Regions from separate parts of the Mus musculus genome. Here regions 1 and 2 are each linked to region 3. Evidence: chromatin contacts called from public Hi-C data. All regions are on one chromosome and are shown on one strand. Each heading gives the region's core, a stretch centred on a gene start, on an enhancer-like site or on the middle of the called end of the contact. The rest is flanking DNA. Distances are from core to core; before and after follow the strand shown.

Region 1 (3,896 bases), core at 118-2,617, 72 kb after region 3:
GAGGTTTGGACACAGAAACACAAATCGGTCTAAATGCATCATGGAAGGGTGAGGCAATTCACTGTTTAAAGGGAGGCTGGTGACAACTTAGATCAAGACCGAGTAGACAGATCCCACAGCTGGCTCTTCCAGCTTTTCATGTCAGAAGCCTTAGGACCACCCCTGACACCTCTGTCTCTCACACCCACTTGCCCCACCTACACTGTGATGTCCAGAGTGAGGTCTGTGTCGTTCACCTGCAGCCACCCTTAAGGGTGAGGCCACCGCCACCTCGGATCTAGGTCACTGCAGCAGCTGTGTCACCAGCCTCTCTGCTATGACACTTAACTCCCTTTTCACATCCCATGAAACTGCCAGCCCGAGTATAAGATGTGCTATTTCACTACTCTGCCCCAACCCCTGAAATACTTCATCCCACTTTTCCATCAAAAATAACATCTCCACAATACACAGAAGTCATTACTCCCTATGACCACCTCCCACACAGTCCATTCTTACACTTCCACCTCTAATCCAGCCACCCGGCCTCCCACACAGCAGAGGGACTTCCTCCTTGAGACTTTTATTTGCATTGCCTCTGCTTTACAATCAGAATATTCTTCCCTTAGGAAACTCCCTTACTGCTGCAGCCAGTGAAGGGAGAACAAAATCTCACTTGGCAGGTGTGGTGGTTGGAATGAGAATGGACCCTGGAGGTTCATATATTTGAATGATTGGTGCCCAGTTGGTGGGACTGTATGGAAAGGATCAGGAGTTATGGCCCTGTTGGAGGAGGTGTGTCACCAGGAGTGCGCACTGAGGTTTCAAAGGCCCATACCAATCCCAGATAGCTCTCCCTCCTCTCTCTCTCTTTTTCGGTGCCTCTCTGCCTCTGTCTCTCTGTCTCTGTCTCTGTCTCTGTCTCTCTCTCTCCCTCTCTGCCTCCAACTTTATAGATCAGGATGCAAACTCTTAGCTGCAGCCCCAACACCATGCCTGCCTGCCTTCTGCCATGCTCCTTGCTTTGCAAACATGGATTCTAATCCTCTGGACCCACTACCCCCAAATTAATTGTATTCTTTTATAAGTCATTTTGGTCATAATGTCTCTTCAGAGCAACAGAAAAGAAAACAGACACCAGGTGAACCCACAGCATTTGGCTGAAACCAGTGGTTCCACTATGTAGTGGCTGATCACGCCAGTGAGGGTGTCTCAGGGTCTGCCCCACCACAAGTCACCCTCTGCATTCCACCCTCCACCTTCATGTTACAATGAAACTAGAACCCTATCTTTCTTTCCTATAGTGTGACCCATGACCTAACATCGCCATGTATTGTTAGAACTCTGAATTCTCCGAGCAGTTGCTAGAGAGACATTTGTGACGGTATCTCTATCCATATGTTAGTCACATCCTGCTCCTCCAGGATCAGTTTCTGCCACTGTGAATTTAAACCAGTGTGGAATCTGCCTCATCCTTGTTGGGGCAGAGAGACAAAGGATGTGCTTCTCTGAGAACAAAATAAGCAGGACATCTTCAGCAGCTCAGTGACTCAGCCTGACTGCTCTTCAACTCACACCAATTATAGGAGGGAAGGAGTGAGGCAGGGAGGGAGGCAGAGAGGGAGGGAGGGAGGGAGGGAGGGAGGGAGGGAGGGAGGGAGGGAGGAAGAGAGGGAAGGAGGGAGGGAGGAAGAGAGGGAAGGAGGGAGGGAGGGAGGAAAAGAGAGAGGGAGGGAGGAAAAGAGGGAGGGAGGAAAGGAGGGAGAGAAAAAGAGGGAGGGAGGGAAGGAGGGAGGAAAGGAGGGAGGGAGGAAAGGAGGGAGAGAAAAAGAGGGAGGGAGGGAAGGAAAGAGGGAGGAATGGAAGGAGGGAGGAAGTGCCTATTAGAGGTGACATTTGAGGTGTCTCTACCCAGATCCCTCTAGGGTTGGGTGCCAATGGCAAACAGCATCACCCCCATTTGTTCAATATATGCTGCAGAATACAAACTGTGACACTCATGCATTATGGACAATTAAAGATCAGCAAGCTTTAAAAGAAGCAGCCAATCCGGACACCCAGAAATGAGCAGAACATTCTAGCACCACACTTCCTGTCTCAAAAGACAGCAAATTCATGAGGCTCAGGAAATAGCTGAGTTTGGAAAATGCATCTTTCAGCCAAAGCTCCTTCAGACCTAGACATGATGGTCGGAACCAAGCCAGACATTGACTCATGAGATTCCCATATAACTGGGACTCTTTAGGTCTTTAGGTCTTTACATGGGCATAACCGACCAACCCACCGGGTATTGTCTAAATGACCCCAAGTTGCTGACACATCACAAAGGAAGAGGCCAGGCACCAAAAAACTAGCATTGGGAGGAAACGAAGCTTTCAATCCCTGTGCTTTTGTTGCACCAGATGAACATCTTGAGGCAGGTCCAAAGACACAGTTAGCCCCTGGTCCAAAGACAGGTGTCCTAGGATGCCCCCAAGTATTTCCTTTAGAATCCTGTTCCCACTGCTCAGGGACCTGCAGATGATCCATGATAAGACTCTTCTCGGTGATATGCTCATCCATGGATAAGTGTCCATTTATTTTGGCAGTTTCTAACTGTCTGCTTGCTGATCGACTCACAAGGTCCCTTTGTCTTCATTACCAGACTATAAGCTCCCAAAGGGTAAGACCCATTTAGGGCTAATTCTAGCAGCCTTGGTGACTAACACTATGCCTGGGACTTGGGAGATGACCAACAACTTTGTAAGAAATAAGGGAAGAATGAACTAGTGGGCAAGCAAATGAGTAAAAAGAGTTGTTTGTTGCCTTGATGACTAAAGCAGTGGAGTCAGTTCCTCTAAAGAAGTGTTCACTCTCACTATTAGGGAAGCATACTGCACGGATGCCACCCATGCAGAGGGCATGCTCCTCTCCACGGAGCTCCAGCTAGACGAGTACTGTGACAAGTCATGTGACCCAACTATAGCCCTAGTAAACTGAACTAGGCCAGGACAACACTCCTAGTAGAGTAGAACCTGTATGTAGGTTGGCAGTGACTTGGGTGGTCTTTTTAAAAATCAAAATATTCATTAGAAAGTATTTATATTCTTTTTTTTGCTGCTTTGATTTTATAAAAGGGTTTTGTTTCTGTAAAATACAGACTTCAAAATAAATTCTTTGAGTTCCCAAGTATGATAGTAACCATTTAATAAGATAATAACCATTTCTTGTGCTAGTATAAGATTTGTTTTTTTTTCATTTTTTAAAATTAAAATAGAATTACATTATTTTCCCCTTCCCTTTCCTCTTCAATCCCCACCCCCATCCCCCGCATACAAATCTCCTTGCTCCTTCTCAAAATTGTGACCTGTTTTATGGGTGGTTATCTTGAATTGGGTAAATTGGGTCCCCACTCTGGATCTTCCCTCTTGCAACACAGACGGTTCTATGGTTGACTGAAACCATACAGATTTCAAGCAAGGGTCAAGGTGGAGTGATTGAGAATATTAAAATTAAGAAAGAGTGGTGGACTCAGAGGGGGGTGACAAGGATAGTCTGGAGAGGGGAGCTGAGGTGTTTAGAGAGTCTTGGAAGTCAGGAGAGGAGGACTTGGTTCTCATGGCTGCCCAAGTTCCAGCCTTCGGGAGGCCTGGCTGCATGTCTAGCAGTCTTCTTGCTGACTCCCTGGATTTCTAGGTGATTCCCTTTAGCCTTCAAATACATCACTTGCCACACACCACACATATCTAAAATGAAGTATTTGAATGACTATTGCCCCTCATAGTAAGAACCCAGTGTACAATAAAATTCCAGCACAAACTAGCTCTGTCCAAGGTTCTGAGTTAAGCAGTTCCACATCCTGGAACTAGGAAGTAGACAAGAGCCCTTCCATATCCTTCTCACAGAGATACAGAAGACCATCCCTTCTCTGCATCTAC
Region 2 (4,155 bases), core at 942-3,441, 90 kb after region 3:
CTAATAGATCAAGACAAAAACTAGACCTTGGATAAGTATAAGGTGTGACCAGATAACACTAAGCACTGTGCAGAGCTAGAATTACCAGATCATCACTCTGCCTGGACAATGTGATAAATGCTAACTGAAAAACCAATCAAGTTCAACAGGTGTAATGGTTCAAACCTTTACACCCAGCACTCAGGAGGCAGAGGCAGGTGGACCTCTGTGATTCTGAGGCCAGTCTGGCTCACATAGTAAGTTACAGACCAGACCAGGGACTGTGAGAACCTGTCTAAAAAGATTGAAAGAGGAAAATAAAATCGTGTGTGTGTGAGTGTGTGTGTTTGGCTGCATGTGTGTATATGCACTACAAGTGTGCCTAGTGCCCAAGGAATTCAGAGGAAGACATCAGGTCTCCTTGACATCCAGGAACTGGAGTTGAGGATGGTTGTGAGCCACCTCAGGGGTGCTGGGAACTGAACTCGAGTCCTCTGCAAGAGCAACAAGTGCTCTTAACTGCTGAGCCAGGTCTCCAGACTCCTCATTTTTATTTATATGAATATCTGTGTGAGTGAATGCCATGTATCTGTGTGGGGTACTCAGAGAAACCCAAGGAGGTCACTGGATTCTCTGGAGGTGGGGTTATAGGCAGTTGTGAGCCTATGTGTTGGAGCTGGGAACAAAACTCAAGTTCTCTGGAAGAACGGCAAGTGTACTTAACTTCGGAGTCATCTCTCTCGCCCTGCCATGCTTTTCTTTCTAAAGTACTACCCGAAATCACATGAAGACTAAATCCTTTAACAAATTTCTACTGAGATACCCAGGCCTCTCTGTAGTGTGTACTGACCAGCAATAAATCCTACTTTTTCTATGATTGGCATATTCCAGGTGGGCTTTGTGTAGAGAACAGTGCCAAATGTCACTGGAAGACTGTGGACAGTTCTACTGACACCATCTCTGAAATGTGTCTTTATTTAATTATTGCACCCCACCACCTTAGACCCATCCAGAGTCAGCAGTCCCTGGATGCGGACTTTAACTGTTCTTATCTTGTCTACTCTTGAGCTATAAGGTGTATTTTCCAATGATAAAAGTAATGTCGGGCAGTGGTGGCACATGCCTTTAGTCCCAGCACTTGGGGGGCAGAGACAGGCAGATTTCTGAGTTTGAGACCAGCCTGGTCTACAGAGTGAGTTCCAGGACAGCCAGGGCTCCACAGAGAAACCCTGTCTTGAAAAACAAACAAACAATAATGCTTATTTATTACTTTGCCTTTTGAGTTATCCATGGTCCAAAAAAATATTAAATAGAAAATTCAGAACTATACAATCTGCAGGAGCAATATAATTTCTTTTAAAAAAGCAATTACAATAGCTCCCCACTCCTTTACCTGACATAAGACCCCCAGATGAAAACCTGACGTTGCGCTCTCTGTGTGCTCTTTCCTGTTTCCTGTCGTGATAAAAAAAGAGGCCCAGAGTCAATGTGGCTTCCCACACCTTCTCCCTTGGTGCCTCCATTACATTTCATTAGTATTCTGGGACCATTAGGAAGTAAACCAAGGGTTACCTGAACACGAGTACTGTAGTGTTACAACACTAATCTGATACCCAAGATTGCTACTGAGTGACTTGCTGGTAGACTGTGTACCCAGTGTAGATACGCTGTACAGTAGGACAACACACAGCCCACTTGGGACGATAAGCTAAAATAAGCTAACCCATAATCTCAGCATGCTACTCAAAAACAACAGCACACAACTGACAGTCTACAGATTGCAGTTTCTATTTCATAGTTTTGGACCATGGGTAACTCAGAGTGAAGTAATAAATTAAGAAGCACTCTTTTTATCATTGGAAAATATACTTCATAGCTCAATAGTTGATGTGATAAGAACAGTTAAAGGTGTCAAGCTATAGCCAGACAACCCAAATAAAGTCAGATAAGACAAGATCAAAATCTATTTCATTTTTGCATGCCAGTGATACCTTCCTCTGTACCCTTTGGAGAAAATTGCTGTGGGTTATCTCTTTTGCCTTTATAACCTGTTTGACCTTCAGACTTTAAATCCTGAAGGTTAAGCTTAAAGAAATACTACAGATTATCTCCTACTAAAAATGCTCACTCGGAATGAGAAATGTTACTGATTTTTTTTTAATGTTGATACCATTAACGTAGACATGATGAGATTTTCGTTTGCCTTTAATGTAAAAGTGTCTCAGACTGACCCAGAAATTGTGACAATCTTCCTGTTCTCCATATTCTGAAGTGCTGAGTTGACAGGCTCAGCATTTAGATGGGTCCCAAATCCAAACAGAAAATACATTCATATTCCATATACACACAATTTCAGGGTAACACTATACAGCTTATATGTTCAGTATGTACAGTATATATGTCTAGTATGTACAGTGTATGTTTAGTATGTGCAGTATATATGTTTAGTATGTGCAGTATATATGTTTAGTGTATACAGTATATATGTTTAGTATGTGCAGTATATATGTTTAGTGTGTGCAATATATGTTTAGTATGTGCAGTATATATGTTTAATATGTACAGTATATGTTTAGTATGTACAGTATATATGTTTAGTATGTACAGTTTAGTATATGTGTTTAGTATGCTTGGATTCTGCTGCTTGTTGTCAGTTGTGGACTTCCAACTTGTTCCTGTATCAACATCCAAAGTTTTACATTTTGGATTATTTACTTGGGGGTTAAACTATCTGATTAAGGATGTTCAGCATGTCCAGTAGATTACTTGCTCTCAGCTTGGAGTGTTGCCATGTAGTTACCCCCTCACTCCTCTGCCTGGCTTTGCACAGGGTCAGGGAGTGAAAGAGTTGGCCAGCTGCAACTGGACTTATTTCTCTTTCCTTCACATAACAATGGTTTTAGTGATCTTTGCCTATTCGTGAAAATCTAGGGCATGGTTTCCAAGGTTCTCTGTTAAAGGGCGCCCCCCTCTGTCAGTGTATCAAAGTACAGTCTTTAATAAATAATTTTCCTTGACAGTGGTGGGGACCTTGAGACGTTCTGAGGTTCAGCGTCCCCTCTTGTCTTGGTCCTCTGTTCCCAAAGCTATTGGGATGCAGATAAATCTCTGGCCATGCAGATCACTTGGGCAGAACTATGGACTGAGTGCCTCCTTCATTTGCTGAAGTCTTAACCCCCAACCAATAGCATTAGGGAGTGGGACCTTCAGATGGAATCTCCTGAATGGAACTAGTGACTATGAAGAGCTTTGAGTTAGCTAGCTCTCTCTATCTCTGTATGTCTCTCTGTCTCTGTCTCTCTCTTTTTCTTTTCCTTTCTCTCTCTCTCTCTCTCTCTCTCTCTCTCAATCTGTAAAGCCATGGTATTGGCTTGAAATCTTCTTTTAAAAACTTATTTTATATATAAGGGTATTTTGTCTGTGCACCACATGCATGCCTGCAGGGTACCTGCAAAGGCCAGAAGCAGGTGTCAGGTCCCCTCAGAGATGGAATTACAGATGGTTTTGAGCTACTATATGGGTGCGGGGAATTGCACCCTGGTCCTAACCTGCTCTAAACCACCAAGCCTTCTCTCCACACAAGACCTTTCTTTTGAAATGCAGGTATTCGTGGTTGTTGGTTTCCCCTGGAGCATTTTCGATTTGCTATAGCTCATAGTTTTACTATTTTCTCTTTCATTCATCTTAAAGTGTTTAAAAATTCTTCTTTAAATCACTTCTCCAAGGCCCCAAGGCCTGACGCTATTACTGATGCTATGGTGTGCTTACAAACAGGGGCCTATCATGACTGCCCAGTGAGCAGCTGAAAAAATCAAATGTAGATGTTTATACCCAACCAATGGACAGAAGCTGGTGACCCCTGTGGTTGAATTACAGAAAAGCTGGAAGAAGCTGAGGAGGAGGGTGGACCTATACGAAGACCAGCAGTCTCAAGTAACCTGGACCTCAGGACCTCTCAGACACTGAGCCACCAACCAGGCAGCACACACCAGCTGATATGAGGCCCCCAACACATATACAGCAGAGGACTGCTGGGTCTGGACTCAGTCAGAGAAGATGCACCTAACTCTTGAGAGACTTGAGGCCCCAGGGAGTGGAAGGTGTGGTGGGGGTGGAGATGGGAGCATCCTCTTGGAGATGAGGGTTGGGGGGAGAGGAGATATGGGATGTGGAACA
Region 3 (4,336 bases), core at 1,735-4,234:
TATGTAGATTACCTCATCTGATACGTTCAGGAGTAAGGTGCCACCACTGGTCCCATTCGGGGCTGACTTTAGACCCTTGGGTGCACAGAGATCACAGAACCAGGCTAAGGCCCTTTTGCTAATGCAGGATAAGATGGGCTTTGAACCTGGCTGCCTGGTCCTACAAGTCATGGTCTTAATCACATTACCACACTGCCTCTTACCTCTACGTGCTTGGCCCGACAGCATCTCTGGTAACTAGCTTCAGGATAGGATGCCTGTTTGACCCCCTCAATTCCTCCTAAAGTTTCTCTTAGCCATGATGAGCCATCTCTGCCTACTGCTCTCCTGTATTGAGTGTGTAACATTTATTGTATCTACTCTTGTGTAAGAAGAGACTACATTGCGTGTTTTTAAGACTAAAAACCCCAATCTAAGATCACAGGAATAATAGGAAAGATGCTGAACTCAGGGCATTTGAACTCTGAATTTCCCAATCTAAGTAAGGTCCTTGAAACACCAAATGGGGCTGGGTTAAGGTTAACATACTGCTTACTGAGCCATTTTCAGAGAGACCATTCCCACAGAAGTCCACCATACAGTGCAGGGGCATTTGAACATGCTACACGATGTGCAGTAGTAGTCATGTCTGCAGATAGGGAAAGAAAAGCCTCCCACAGGCTTCCTCAGCAATTTTTCAATAGTCAGCCAACTGAACTCCTCCATAGTATCACTAATGTATGAAACTAAAAATTATCAGTATGTCACATGGTTATTCTTCCTCCTCATGCTTGTCTGCAGTACGTTTGTCTGGCTTGAAGGAGTGACAATGGCAGACAGAAGAAGAGATCAGACACAAGGCAAGGTGTCAGTTTGCCTGTTAACTGTCCCTTCTGATTTGTCCTTTGCCTGAGTGGAAGTCAAGTGATACCAATATCTTAGTGATGAGGCTGAGGTTTAAAAGATCTCTGGGAAGGTAACTGGACAAAAATGACTGATCCATACATTCCCAAAATGAAAGTTTCCCTTTCAGATAAGAGCCTCCTGTCTTCCTTCCCCTGTGTTCTTTCAAGCCAAGTGTGTCTCGCTCGTTTTATTTTTCAGAAAAGTATTAGCATCCAACAAAAGAGGTTTTGCTAGGGTTTTGCTCATCAGCAATTAATTAACCACAGTGGTTTTAAGAATGAAAAGACAGTTGTAAAACCTTTTTTACATTTAAAACCGATAGAGTCTTCCCAGGGTTTTGTTGAAGCTGCCAGCAGCCTCAATTTGAAACTGGCAATATGTTGGAGAATCTTCTTAAGGTTACAGGCACTGTGGTGAGGAGGCTGAGTCAATCCCCATCTCTGCCACTGTGAACTGCAGGACCTAAGACCTGTTTTACTCCGCCGGAACTTCTATTCTCCCTTTGTGAACTTCCAGTGATAACAAACAGGGTGCCACTACCCAGCCTGACATGGGGACTATTATCTTCAGGGTGCTAGTCACTTTTAGACAGAAGGTGATAGATACATTGTGGCAGGCCTGAGCTCCGGGCTGTAGGGCTAGGGCTGGTGGCTCCCCCTTCTGCACCCCTCCCCCTGCTATCTGACTCCCTATAGGTGTCCTAGGAGGAATGTTTGCCCACGCTGTAACTTCTGCTGAGAGCCGATCTCATGATCTCATTTTCAGCTAAATATTCAGAGAGGAAGAATTCAGAAGCAAACCCTCCCACACACTGGACACAAGTGCTGACAACCTTAAAGGAAACATAAGCAAATAGATATAAACACACATGACAACGATTGCACAGGACATATGCTCTGTAAATAGAACCATGTGCTTTGCCTTTTTGAATGCATGCTGCTAACCCTCTGGAGACCAATTTGCGAATAAGACTTTCCACCTAGATTTCTGGGTGAGCGCTGCGGAGTTGGATTTAGTGCTGAGGATGTCTGCTTTGAAGACATTCTGAACCTCCACACCAGCCCAGGGCTCTGTATTGATCTTTACCATGGATTTTGCCTGAATTAAACTAGCTTGGGCTTCAATGAAAACAACATTTTTAACTACAAAAAAAGATAACCTATAAACAAGAGTGGGCACACATACACACACACTTATACACATACACACAGACACAGATTAGGAAAGTATACATTGAAGAATGCTTAGGTAAAAAGACTAATTAACATAGGTTCTAATTAGACCCTAGAACAAGGTATTAAGCAAGCTACACAGTATAGATCATGTGTTTCAATGTCTTCCCCAAAACTCTGATCCTTCAGAGAGCAGATAATTATGATCAGTCCCTCAGCCCCGGGTCCTGTCACTCAGCACTCTGGAGTCCCTTACAGGTAGCACTTTGCCATCCTCTGTGCACACACACATGATCACTTCCACGTTCCGCTGTGTGGTCTTGGTGTACTTGTCAAAGTCACCTTGTAAGAGAGTGATGTAGATGTCGTTCCTGACATCCCCTAAGGATGGAGAGAAGACCAGAGTTAGAGTCAGGCACTAACCACAGAGGTGGAGGGGACAGGGAGAAGCAGGAAGGACCATTAATAAAATGAAAATCCGAGCAGTTTAGAAAGGGCATTTTTTTTAACCTGACAGGAGGGATGGAGATGTAAGTAGCAAGGGAGGGTCGGAATGCTGGAAAAATCAGCAGCAGAAAGCCAGGTGGGGTGCTCAAAACTGGCCATGTTTTCTCTGTTCAAACCATTGCATTTCCATCCTCTAGTGACACCTTCTGGGAAGGTAAAGGAAAGCACCAAGCGAAATGAGCTTGGCCCTCAACCACGGATAGGCCTTTTTGTTGCACAAAAGTAGGGTTGAGGGATTTCCCATGAATCCTAGAGTCTAAGGGTGAAGGGCCAGGAGCACAGGTTGAGTGAGCTCCCGAAGGGAGTGAACAGCAGACATTGAGATCTCAAGTAAAGCAGATATCATTAAATCACAGTACAGGCCCCACCCTGGACCACCACCACTTAGCTACAGGAGAGAAAAGGATGAGTCAGAGGGCGTGTCATTACACAATCTGCCTCATGAAAAGCCTCAAGCATGTCTTGAATGCACTAATAGGCATGGTTAGTTAATAGGAGAGGCACAGAGAGACTTGCGGGGACTTCTGAATACCTTGTATGGCGTTTGGACATGTTACTGTAAGCATGGGTCCTTCAGACTATAAAATATGCTCTAAAAGCTGGAGAGTAGCACCACTCCGCCCCCCCCCCCCCGAGTAAAATGGGATCTTGGTATGAATAGTAAAACAGAGATGCCACCCGTGAGCTTCTGACTGACAAAGCAAGTTGCAGAGCTCCAAAAATGCTTATTAAAGTAGCGGTGCCTATAAAGAAGGACTGGGAGAAAGGGGATCTATGTTACTGTATGGGAAAACATGGTTTGCAGTGGTTTTGTTCAGGTAGAGGAATAAAGTAAAGGGAGTTGACTCTTAGGAAATTATGAACTACACAGCTGGACTCCTCAGCCCTGCTCATGGCCCTGCCCTTGAGGAAGGTCACTGCAGCTGTGTCCCACCTGGCATGATGATCTCTGGGAAGCCCAGCTTTCGGGCTACCACAGTGGTCCTGTCCACCAAGTGTGGGTAGTCTTTACGGATCTGAATGATGTCCCCCACCAGCATCTTCATGGTCACCCAAAGGCCTGGAAGGGAACACATGAACATTCAGCTTCTGTCTCTCTGTCTCTCTGTCTCTGTCTCTCTTCCTCCTCCTCCTCCTCTTCCTCCTCCTCTTCCTCCTCTTTCTCCTCCCCCTCCCCAATTTCCTCTCCTCCATCTCTCCTATAGGAGACTACTGAAATAACAGATACATTCACAGATGCAACAGGCCAACCCCAGGGGCTCTGGGCAACGTTCACTTATAGCTGGGTCAGCCTCTGACAGTTATTACAATCTCTGCACCCGAGTCTCCTAAAGCAGAGAGGATACCAGCTCATGTATCCCAGGACTTGGGTAAGGATGAAACCACTTGTAACTTAAAGGGCAGCACACAGGAGAGAGCAACTCCTCACTGTCACTTATGAAAGGAATGCCCATCCCATGCTTCCATGGGTGGTCTACAGACCACATGCTTCCCACTGTACTGTCTAGTCCAGGACTTGGACCCATTTACTGATGTCGCAGAGGCTCCTGAGCTGCAGCAAGTTTATCGTACTTGGACTCTGTATGATGGTGACTCCATACCTTGCCCTCCACTGTCTCCCTTGGAAGCTATGACTTTGCCCAGAAGGCTGTGAAGGAAATCGTTCTCAGCTGAGACCCTAGGAAGGAAAAGAGAGCACAAATGTTCCTGCTTTGCCCGATGGGAAGCTCCATCTTGTGTCCTAGATTTCCACATGGGAGATATCTAGCACC

The links. Hi-C and Micro-C count contacts between places; a contact is called where the count stands out from the background.
Region 1: a contact with region 3 is called in a Hi-C map of the N1E-115 cell line, with 2.1 times the contacts expected there. The contact joins two enhancer-like sites. A contact is called at or near these places in 3 of 39 promoter capture datasets (the C10 cell line, the HPC-7 cell line and pre-B cells), 1 of 15 datasets of contacts at CTCF or cohesin (CD8 T cells), 5 of 484 Hi-C or Micro-C datasets (the N1E-115 cell line, bone marrow-derived macrophages, embryonic stem cells and 2 more), 7 of 115 datasets of contacts at active chromatin or transcription factors (the 230-238 cell line, CD8 T cells, the SCID.adh cell line and 4 more) and 3 of 9 other capture datasets (liver, macrophages and pancreatic islet).
Region 2: a contact with region 3 is called in a Hi-C map of the N1E-115 cell line, with 6 times the contacts expected there. The contact joins two enhancer-like sites. A contact is called at or near these places in 2 of 39 promoter capture datasets (the C10 cell line and the HPC-7 cell line), 3 of 15 datasets of contacts at CTCF or cohesin (CD8 T cells, large pre-B cells and pro-B cells), 37 of 484 Hi-C or Micro-C datasets (the 63-12 cell line, B cells, the Ba/F3 cell line and 20 more), 12 of 115 datasets of contacts at active chromatin or transcription factors (the 230-238 cell line, CD8 T cells, the SCID.adh cell line and 8 more) and 3 of 9 other capture datasets (liver, macrophages and pancreatic islet).

What each region holds. Positions count from the first base shown.
Region 1 is chr11:34,775,629-34,779,524 of GRCm38.p6, forward strand. The region is part of intron 1 of Dock2 (dedicator of cyto-kinesis 2); the gene reads right to left. Among named protein-coding and RNA genes, the nearest start is that of Dock2, 6.3 kb to the right of the region's middle. Within about 2 kb of position 1,368, at least 35 of the 459 cell types and tissues checked have an H3K27ac peak or open chromatin away from gene starts, as enhancers often do. A contact at or near this core is called in the N1E-115 cell line, where this site is marked.
Region 2 is chr11:34,793,355-34,797,509 of GRCm38.p6, forward strand. No RefSeq gene overlaps it. Among named protein-coding and RNA genes, the nearest start is that of Dock2, 12 kb to the left of the region's middle. Within about 2 kb of position 2,192, at least 6 of the 459 cell types and tissues checked have an H3K27ac peak or open chromatin away from gene starts, as enhancers often do. A contact at or near this core is called in the N1E-115 cell line, where this site is marked.
Region 3 is chr11:34,702,272-34,706,607 of GRCm38.p6, forward strand. It overlaps Dock2 (dedicator of cyto-kinesis 2), which reads right to left. Exons shown (of 52, transcript NM_033374.3): 12 at 4,166-4,242; 13 at 3,499-3,624; 14 at 2,314-2,438. The region is part of intron 2 of Gm51858 (a long non-coding RNA gene); the gene reads left to right. Among named protein-coding and RNA genes, the nearest start is that of Gm51858, 9.4 kb to the left of the region's middle. Within about 2 kb of position 2,985, at least 3 of the 459 cell types and tissues checked have an H3K27ac peak or open chromatin away from gene starts, as enhancers often do. A contact at or near this core is called in the N1E-115 cell line, where this site is marked.